Linked DNA regions of Mus musculus: region 2 is linked to region 1. The links are chromatin contacts, called in public Hi-C maps. All regions are on one chromosome and are shown on one strand. The core of a region is the stretch at or near the end of the contact, and the rest is flanking DNA. Distances in the headings are between cores, read along the strand shown. Region 1 has its middle 26 kb from the start of Gm3521. Region 2 overlaps Chrna9 (cholinergic receptor, nicotinic, alpha polypeptide 9).

Region 1 (4,820 bases), core at 1,344-3,843:
CAGACTCTAGGAGAAGAGCTTTCTTGAAACTCTTTTTGCCTCATGAGCAGCTTTTAGGCATCCCTGCCTGACAGGCTGACTCGACCGGAGTACACACACACACACACACACACACACACACACACACCCCGCTGTGATGAGCTGCACCTTCAGACTGTGAGCCAAAATAAAGCCCCTTCTTCCCTAGCTTGCTTTATCACAGCAGCAGGAAAAGTAACGGCTACAAGCCAAACATCGGGTTTGTCGGGGGCTTGTCATGCTGCAGAGACTATGCTTAAACTAGCGGACAAGTGTTTCCCCAAGATCCCTAAGTAGCTGGGACGAGGCACACAACTGCCCCCAGTGTATCTATCTCTTCTCCCCAGTGTAGCAGATATGGACGTCACCTTCTCCTGCTCCACTTCTAATGAGCTTGCTGTGCTGCAGGGCTGCAAAACTTGCTTCCCAGACCATGCCTGCAGATGAAGCTCTCTACGGAAAATCGGCCTTGCTGAGGTCTGGAAGTAGTAAGGTCCAGGGCACCTCTGTTGCTATTGCTTACTCTGCTGAGAAATCACGTAGCAGAGATGTCTCCGTTTTCTGCAAACCTTTTCTGATATGTACTCAGGGTAAGCTAGAAACATCTGTGGTGGTAGCTTCCTTCCTGGTGCCTCACCTTCAAATCTAGCCACGGTAGTAGCTACTAGGCAGGTTAATTCTGCAAGAACTCATTCCAGACACAAGCCTACCTACCCTCCACTTCTTTAAATAACCCACTGACAAGAAAAAGAAGAAAAAGAGAAAGAGAAAGAGAAAGAGAAAGAGAAAGAGAGAGAGAGAGAGAGAGAGAGAAAGAGAAAGAGAAAGAGAAAGAGAAAGAGAAAGAGAAAGAGAAAGAGAAAGAGAAAGAGAAAGAGAAAGAGAAAGAGAAAGAGAAAGAGAAAGAGAAAGGAAAGGAAAGGAAAGGAAAGGAAAAACGTTTTCAGTTGGACACAGTGGCACATCTGCAGTTCCTACATATGGAAGGCAGAAATGAGAAGAACTTTAGTCTAGGCCTCCTCACGTGATCATGTCTCATAAGAGAGAACAAACCAAAAATCCTACCACAACCAAAAACTGTCTATACAGTTTTAAGTGTATTCAAAAGTAGGTATTCAATATTCAGCCCATCTTCAACAGTTACTAACTTACATCCAAACGGATTTTGGTTTTGAGGCAAGATCTCCCCCATACCATCCAAACTCCAAATTATTGACCCTCCTGACTGCCAATCCATGCTTGAATCCACGTAGATCCTGAGCTATATTAGTGCATCCCCCACCACCTATTTTCAAGTAAATCTCTACCGTGTCATTTCTAGCATGCACTTTGTAAAGCAGCAAACCTTAAGAGTTCAGCATGACCACTACCCACTCAGTGCTCACACTGCTAAAGTACCGTTTATTGTAGTACATTTTGCTTTGCTGAGCCAGAACCCACAGAAAGAGGCAACTGGCTAACATATTTCAGCCTTTATGTCTAAGTCCTCCCTTCATCGGTGTTCTTCTCTGCAACTGGTTTTGAAGAAACCATCTGGGCTGGAGAGATGGCTCAGCAGTTAGGAACACTGACTGTTCTTCCAGAGGTCCTGAGTTCAATTCCCATCACTTTTATAGATGGCTCACAAACCATCTATAAAGTGATCAGACGCCCTCTTCTGGAGTGTCTGAACATAGCTACAATGTGTGTGTGTGTTTTAAAAAACAAAAACAAAAAAAAACCTATCTTGTTCACTTCCCACTCTATATTTTGGTGACTGTGCCCGATAGTCTGCTTGACCTAGTTCATACTTCAGTCTTCCAAAATTCCTAAACATTGCTGGGTATAAAGGCTTCATTCTCCAAGATGCAAGTGAGTTTTCTGAGCTCTGCGTTAGCCTCAGCCAGGCAGCTAACAATGGCGTGACTAGTTTGGGAACACTTAAATGCAGTTCCTATCTTGAAAGATGTGAGGGGTTGAGGGGGGTTGAGGGGGGTTGCTGCTTTTTGACCACTATGGGGTGGGTATGTGACTTTCAGCTGTTCATCTGTGAAAACCAAAGATTAACCAGTGGCAATGGTCCTTGCCAGCTCCTGGGGTGGGGAAACTAGTTATCTGACCTATTCTCATCCCTTCAAGGACAAAGTGTCCTTCAGGGTGCTAATTTAGAGGTCTCTTATTAGTCTCTTATAAGTACCAAGTTTTCTGGGCTTTCAGTTGTTTTCTGAGGTACCTTTGGCAAAGGGCATTTCCACCTGGCCTTGGCAGCACCTTCTACCTACTTGCTAATTATACCATGTTTTTAGAGTGTTAATGATTTCATTCAGAATTTGTAGCTTTCCCAATTCCCCCAGTGGGTCAGTCCAAGTATGTACAAAACACGCTCATATCTCACATTAAATAGAAAAGGCAGATGTAACAATTCCAGGAGCGTGACTAGATAGATTAGCATCCTCCAAGGAGCTCTGACCGAGCTCTGGCAGGTCACGTAGCTCCTTCCCTAATGAAGGCCACAAGGCTTCCCCTTGTGGTGAAGTAGGACTGGCTCCCACAGTAATACTTTCATTTTCTTTAGAGGATACCCTAGATTTCTCAACTCTCGGAAAATTGTGTCCACTACAGTACACGTCACTCCTGACACAACTTCCTTTGTTATACCACTGATACAATGAGAATGCAAGCTACAGGCCTCAAGGCAAGGTGTTCAAAAGAAGCGTGGCTGTCTTAGACATGTCTCACTGCTTCTTGTTTAAAAGAGTATTTATCTGATGTCATGGGAAAGAAAATATCCTCAGCACCACTTCCCAGTACCCTTTAGATAAGGGGCCTCACTACCACCCCGCTCCACCTCACTTTACAGCCTGCAGCTTCCTGCATCTGACGGAGACAGGCCACTGATGGGTTACACTCACTGTCATTTCTCCACCCTTACGTAATGAATATGCTTATACTGTGAAACTTCAGTGATATTAAGAGCTAATATCTCTTCAGCTATTAAAACTAGTGAAAGAAATTGTGACAAGTGTGGCCCCAGGGACAGCGCCAGATCCCAGCAAAGGCAAGTTAACGCACATAAAGACAAAGACTTCTAAATGCTTCCATCTTTCCCTCATTCAGTTACACATTTGTAGCAGGAGAGCCGTGGTTAAGCTCCCCCACCATCTAAAACCGTGACCTCCTCTCCCCAGTTCCTTCTTCATAAGCAGGCTCGGAGTCCTCAGATACAGAAGGAAACCTAGCTCTTAGCCTGTTTTACTTGTTGCAAATCACACGCACCAAATATTGAGCTTTTTGACATGATATAGTTAAAAGAGGAGGCATAAAGTAACATGCCAATGGGTTAGCTAGGCAGTATCACCAGGAATAGTCTACAGGCTACACCCAGGTGCTACCACTAAGTTGTCAAAAGTGATCCTGTTAGCAGTCAAATGATGAACCCGGAATCAATTTCCTCAGCCATTGCTAAGATTACTTGAATGCTTAAAATCAAAATGCATAACATTGTGGGTTATCCTTATTACTCTTTAGTATTTGGAAGTTATCAATCACCTGATAAAGGAATGCATCAAGCACTAATTTCTACTTATCTGTACATATATCATGGTAAAAATGACAAGGCAGAGAGTGATAGCTATTCTTTCTTTCAAGAGGATACTCAAACCTTAGCTAAATATAGGCAGTCTGAACCAGATACTTCCCAGACTTGATGTAGGTGCACGTGACCTCATGACTACATTCTGGCTAATAAAATGAAAATTGAAATGTACTACAGAGCTTCCAAAAAGCACCTTTCAAAGCGCTGGCACCTGCCCACTGCCACCCTCCCATCCTTTCAATAAAATGACAAAAAATTAAAAGGACCTTAAATTCTTCAAAACAGTCATGGATCAGAGAGCTCACACCAGTCCTAGATCTTTACCTCTGGCATTTAGTATCAAGAGAGAAATAAGCCATTGTTATGTCTTATCCAAAATACTTGGTTACTCATCTCTCCAAAATACTGGCTTTCTCTGGATACAGGACAAAGGCAACTCCATAAATGAGAGATTTTCAGACATGTTAACCAGCCACCCCTCCCCTCTTTTCTTTTTTTTTTTTTTCTTTTACTTTTTATATTCTTATTTGAGATAGGGTCTGACTATATATAGCTGTTCTGGAACTTACTATATAGACCAGGCTAGCCTCAAACTCAAGAGATCCTCCTGTCTCTGCACCAGCACATCAAGCTCGTGTCTCTCTCTAAGGACATATGCAGCTGTTACACACTAGGAATCAGATAGTCTCGGTTGGTGTTGTGCCTCTGCCACTAACTGGCAAGTCAGTAAACTTCTGTAGTCCTTATGTCTCTATCCATTGAACTGGGGAAGCACCATCTATGTAAGAAGATCCCCTAGAGACCCACATGTAGGCATATATGAAAGTATTAGGCAATATGAATCACTATACACATATTAATTGCTGAGACTATAAGACAACTGTGAGTAGAAACTATATTACACTGTATTTTCAGTAATAAGTGCTCAGTAAATATTTGTTGAATAAGTATGCTAACATCTTCGATAACTTATTCTTTTTTTTTTTTTTTGAGCTGAATGAAGCTGTTAGAGAATTGTTTGTGTTCCTAATGAGAACAAATAACTCCAAATTTTGATTGTCAGTCAAAAGATGCAAGGGTGTGAAGAGAGAAGCTAGCCCACCTTTCTTGTCCAAAAGTGAACCCACTTGCATAAGCAACACAAGCTGGCACGGTTGTCCAGAAGTGTAGATTTTATGACACTGTTCCCAGAGAATCACAAAGACACATCTTTAAATATTTAAGCCAC
Region 2 (4,820 bases), core at 1,192-3,691, 140 kb before region 1:
AGCAGGACCCGGATGTGAGTGAATGACCATGGGCCCCCACCCGCAGCCCCAACCCCAACCCCACCTCAGCCCCGCCTCAGCCCCCCCCCCCCCAATCCCCAGCCCCAGCCCCACCCAGTCCCCACCCTCATTCCCTACAAACAAAGCCAGGGGCAGGCTTTTGAAAAGAGGAATAAGACTGGACCAAAATATACATCTGTAATCTCAGTATCTCAGGAAGTAGAAGCAGAAGGATGCTTGTGCCAGGAAGTAAGGGTTAGCCTGGGCAACATTAGAGCCACTTTCAAAAACAGAAACAGTAATAAAATTGATAAATCTTTTGTTGTTTGTTTTGTTTTGTTTTGTTTTGAGACAGAATTTTTCTATGTAGCCCTGCTGTCCTGGAACTCATTTGTAGACCAGGCTGGCCTTGAACTCAGAGATCTGCCTACCTCTGCCTCCTGAGTTCTTGGATTAAGACAAGCACTACCATGTCTGGCAAACAGCTAAATCTTTAATAAGGTCACTCATGGGGAGAGGAGAGGAAAGCAGGAGTTTTAATCCTGAAAAATGGTAAGAAAAGAGTAGTGCCTCATTTCTCCTACAGACATATTTGGAAAGTTTTATGTAATAAAATTATTTAATATATTTTTATTTGTATTTATTGATTGATTGGTTTTTTTGAGACAGGGTTTTTCTGTATAGCTCTGGCTATCCTGGAACTCACTCTGTAGACCAGGCTGGCTTCGAACTCAGAAATCTGCCTGCCTCTGCCTCCCAAGTGCTGGGATGAAAGATGTGCGCCACCACCACCCAGCATTATTTATCATTTTTTAGACAAAATTTCAGATTAGCTCAGACTGACCTTGAATTTGTCACAAAGCTGAGGTTGATCATGAACCTCTCTCTAATCCTCTAATTATGGGCGTGCATTATCATGCTTGGTTGTATGTGGTGGTGGGGATTGAACCCAGGTTTTCTTTCATGTTAGGCAAGAGCCCTACATGGTGACTTTTTATTTATTTATTTTTCAGTAGTTATATTGAATTTGGGACTTCCTACACATTAGTCAAGTGCTCGTCCATTGACATGTATCCCCACTCCCCAGAGTGTCGTGATAGATCATGAAAAAGTAGGCTTGGGTTAAGGAATCCAAAATTTGAGACAGGAAAGCCCACTGATGTAATTCACTGCATTAATGGGTGAAAGAGAAAATGTATATGGTTATCTTATAAATGGAGACAAGACACTTGGAAATTGCCTGGTCCAGGACAGCGTTGACAGTCCTGTGACAAATGAGCCGTGAACAAACTTATTGACGACAGAGGCAGAGTAGTGTGTGTTAGCTTTACTGTGATATAGCTGCAGCGGCAAGACAGAGAGAGACAAGGGAGAGAAAGCGAGGGGTAGCTTTTATGGGGTGGAGACTTGAGGGGACAGCCAGGCAGTGAGTGCTTCAGTGGAGTCCCTGGGTTTATTGTGGTTAGTGACAGCCTGGCCTTGAGGTAATTCTGCTTTTGTACTGAGTCAAAAACAACTCAATGCAACCACCCATCTTAAACTGTAAGCCATGCCCAGAGCTTGGCTTGTCCTGCTTGAGTCTTCCTGGAGAGCTGAGAGTTCTGGAGAGCTGACAGTCCTGCTGGGAGACAGCAGTGGCCCGGCTCTCAGTCCAGCCTGCGCTGAAGTGAAAACAGTCCTGTTCTAAGGTTAGGATGGCTCAGCTCTCCATCCCAGAACAGCATTCAGAATATTGTTTAACATCCACTTATTATTTATTAAAAAGTCCAGATTAGGGGCTGGAGAGATGGCTCAATGGTTAAGAGCACCAACCGCTCTTCCAGAAGTCCTGAGTTCAATTCCCAGAAACAACATGGTGGTTCACAACCATCTGTAATGGGATCTGACGCCCTCTTCTGGTGTGTCTGAAGACAGTTACAGTGTACTCATATACATAAAATAAATAATCTTTAAAAAAACGAGTCCAGATTAATTATAAGAGGAGTATGAGCCAGAAACATTCATGAAACTCTACTTGTCATAGAGACGATGTAAATTTGTTTCTGTAAATGCAAGAGCAAAGGGTCTGAGGCTTTAGCTCTTGCCTGACACACATGAGGTCCTGGGTACAGTCTCCACTTACAGGGTGAGGAGGGAGGGAGGGAGGGACCACGAGGGGCATCAAGGCATCTGGCCTCCTAACACGTGGGAAGCTGAGATAGGGGAAATGGAAGCCTAAATTCAAGGCCAGCCTTGTTCGGTGAGATGCTGTCTCTAATAACAATGACAACCAGAAGCAGGAAGCACATTTCATAGATGCTACAAATAAAATGCTGTGATTTTTTTTTTAATGAAGGTTCTCCAAATCCTTGTATGTACATTCTAAGAAAAAAAATTGCATATTACTGTAGAACCAGAATGATTAATGCTTCCCAAATTCTCGTGAGTCATCTCTCTTTAGAAACTTGCTGACTTGTGATTGTGTGTCACTGCTAAGGAAGAGAGAGGGACCCGTCACTGATCCCACTTCAGAGTTATTGTTTCTGGCTTGGTTTTGGTTTTTGATTGAGACAGGATATCATGTAGTTGAGTCAGGCCTTGAACTCCTGATCTTCCTCCCTCTACCCCTGAGTGCTGGGGTGACAGGTATCACCATGCCTGGCCAGTGTCACTCATTTCTGTCTCCAGAGAGGTAATAAAAGGATAAAAGTGCCAAGGTTCCTATACCTGTCTCTATTAGTGAGAAGAGAACCTGTGCTTATTTTAGAAGGAAAGTGTGTGTGTGTGTGTGTGTGTGTGTGTGTGTATCTGTAAAAAGGGAAAATCCCCAGTATTTGGGAGGTGGACATAGAAGGATCAGAAGTTCAAGGCCAGCCTCAGTTATAGAACCAATTACAAGCCAGCTTGGGTTACATGTGACCCTATCTCCTCAAGAAGCAAAAAACAGCACAAAACAAAAAGGATGTCTCCATAAAAACCCATGTCTGAATACTGGCTAACTGTATTCCATAGAGCACACACGGCCACACAGCTCCTGGTGACTATTCTCTATGTCTTGCAGTTTCTCTTTGTGTTTTATCTTAAAGAAGGAAGGGTTACTTTTGGTACTGGCAGGCATCTGTTATAGCAGGCAGGTCAAGGTGTTGAATCGGAGGGGTCTCCTTGGTGGCAGTAGCAGGAGGTGTTAGAGGTGACAGAGGGCTCTCAGAACAAAGTAGGTAGACAAGCAGGCACGGCAGCCTCAGCCTCCGCTGCCACCCTTGGCTACAGGTTACATTATTGTAGACTTTTCAAAGTGCATTCTGTGGGCTGGAGAGATGGCTCAGCTGTTAGAGAACACTAGGCTCACAAACAAAATATGAGAAAATGCATTCTGCTTTAGAATGACCAGATTCTCCCTCTCTCTCTCTCTCTCCCTCTCTCTCTCTCTCTCTCTCTCTCTCTCTTCCTCTCTCTCTCTCTGTCCCTCTCTGTCTCTCTCTCTGTCTCTCTCTCTGTCTCTCTCTCTATATATATGTGGTTGTGTGTATATACACACACACACACACACACACACACACACACACACCCCTTTGGGCATAGAAACCTCTGTTTTTGTTTTTGTTTTTTTAAATATTTATTTATTTATTATATGTAAGTACACTGTAGCTGTCTTCAGACACTCCAGAAGAGGGCATCAGATTTTGTTACAGATGGTTGTGACCCACCATGTGGTTGCTGGGATTTGAACTCAGGACCTTTGGAAGAGCAGTCGGTGCTCTTATCCACTGAGCCATCTCTCCAGCCCCCTTGTTTGTTTTTTTTAAAGATTTATTTATTTATTATATGTTAGGACACTGTCCCTGTCTTCAGACACACCAGAAGAGGGCATCAGATCTCATTATGGATGGTTGTGAGCCACCATGTGGTTGCTAGGACTTGAACTCAGGACCTTCGGAAGAGCAGTCAGTGCTCTTAACCACTGAGCCATCTCTCCAGCCCCAGAACCTCTGTTTTATAAGTGGGATGAGGCTTCTATATGCAGGATAGATATCTGACTTGAGACTCCAGCTCAACTCCTGGCACAGCTGCTGTGTTTCCTTCTGAGGAGAAAGACCCTAACACTGTGAACAGGTAACAGAAGTCACTGCTGAGCAGAGGCTTGTCCAGCCTGTATGAAGCTCTGGATTTGATTCCCAGCACCAGGTAAACTGGGTTTGGTGGAACACATCTACAGTCTCAGCTCTTAGGCAGTGGAGGGAAGGAGGATCAGAAGATCTACTTCTTACTTGGCTAAATAACAAGTTTGAGACCAACCTGGACCACACTATAAAACTCTGCCTCAAAATCCAAAAGTAGATAAATACAAAATAAACAAGTGTTCTTCTGTGAACGTGAAGATCGTAAGAACCACTTAATTCCAACAACCATCGCTATAAGCAAAGAGGTCACCTTCAGGCACTGAATGGGTTTTACGAAAACACAGAGCCAATGGCTTCAATTGCTTTAGCTTGGGACATACACACGCCATCACAACTGCTACAAAGCTAAGCTCCAAGCATACACTCACCTATCAGAGGGACGTTTTCTGAGGCTGGCATGATCTCTGCCACCATTAGCTGAAATACAGTCATGGCCAATAGGATGGTCACTCCCAGAGAGACCTTCTCCCCGGAGGCTGCTGGGAGGTAGAAACTCAGCGGAGCGAGGAACGATATGAGGACGCAAGGGATGAGGAGGTTGACAATGTAAAAGGAAGACCTCCTCTTCAGAAGGAGAGTGAAGGTGACGTCTGGGTAAGGCTCCGAGCAGCAGCCGTAGGAGATGACGTTCTTCACGGCAGGCATGCCCTGAACCTCCCA

The links. Hi-C and Micro-C count contacts between places; a contact is called where the count stands out from the background.
Region 2: a Hi-C map of bone marrow-derived macrophages shows a contact between it and region 1, with 35 read pairs. The contact joins two enhancer-like sites. A contact is called at or near these places in 2 of 39 promoter capture datasets (hippocampal neurons and macrophages), 5 of 484 Hi-C or Micro-C datasets (CD4 single positive thymocytes, bone marrow-derived macrophages, cerebral cortex and 2 more), 3 of 115 datasets of contacts at active chromatin or transcription factors (the HPC-7 cell line and embryonic stem cells) and 4 of 9 other capture datasets (adipose tissue, liver, macrophages and 1 more).

Annotation. Positions count from the first base shown.
Region 1 is chr5:65,830,149-65,834,968 of GRCm38.p6, reverse strand. No RefSeq gene overlaps it. Among named protein-coding and RNA genes, the nearest start is that of Gm3521, 26 kb to the left of the region's middle. Within about 2 kb of position 2,593, at least 35 of the 459 cell types and tissues checked have an H3K27ac peak or open chromatin away from gene starts, as enhancers often do. A contact at or near this core is called in bone marrow-derived macrophages, where this site is marked.
Region 2 is chr5:65,971,057-65,975,876 of GRCm38.p6, reverse strand. It overlaps Chrna9 (cholinergic receptor, nicotinic, alpha polypeptide 9), which reads right to left. Exons shown (of 5, transcript NM_001081104.1): 4 at 4,529-4,820. Among named protein-coding and RNA genes, the nearest start is that of Chrna9, 6.3 kb to the right of the region's middle. Within about 2 kb of position 2,441, at least 23 of the 459 cell types and tissues checked have an H3K27ac peak or open chromatin away from gene starts, as enhancers often do. A contact at or near this core is called in bone marrow-derived macrophages, where this site is marked.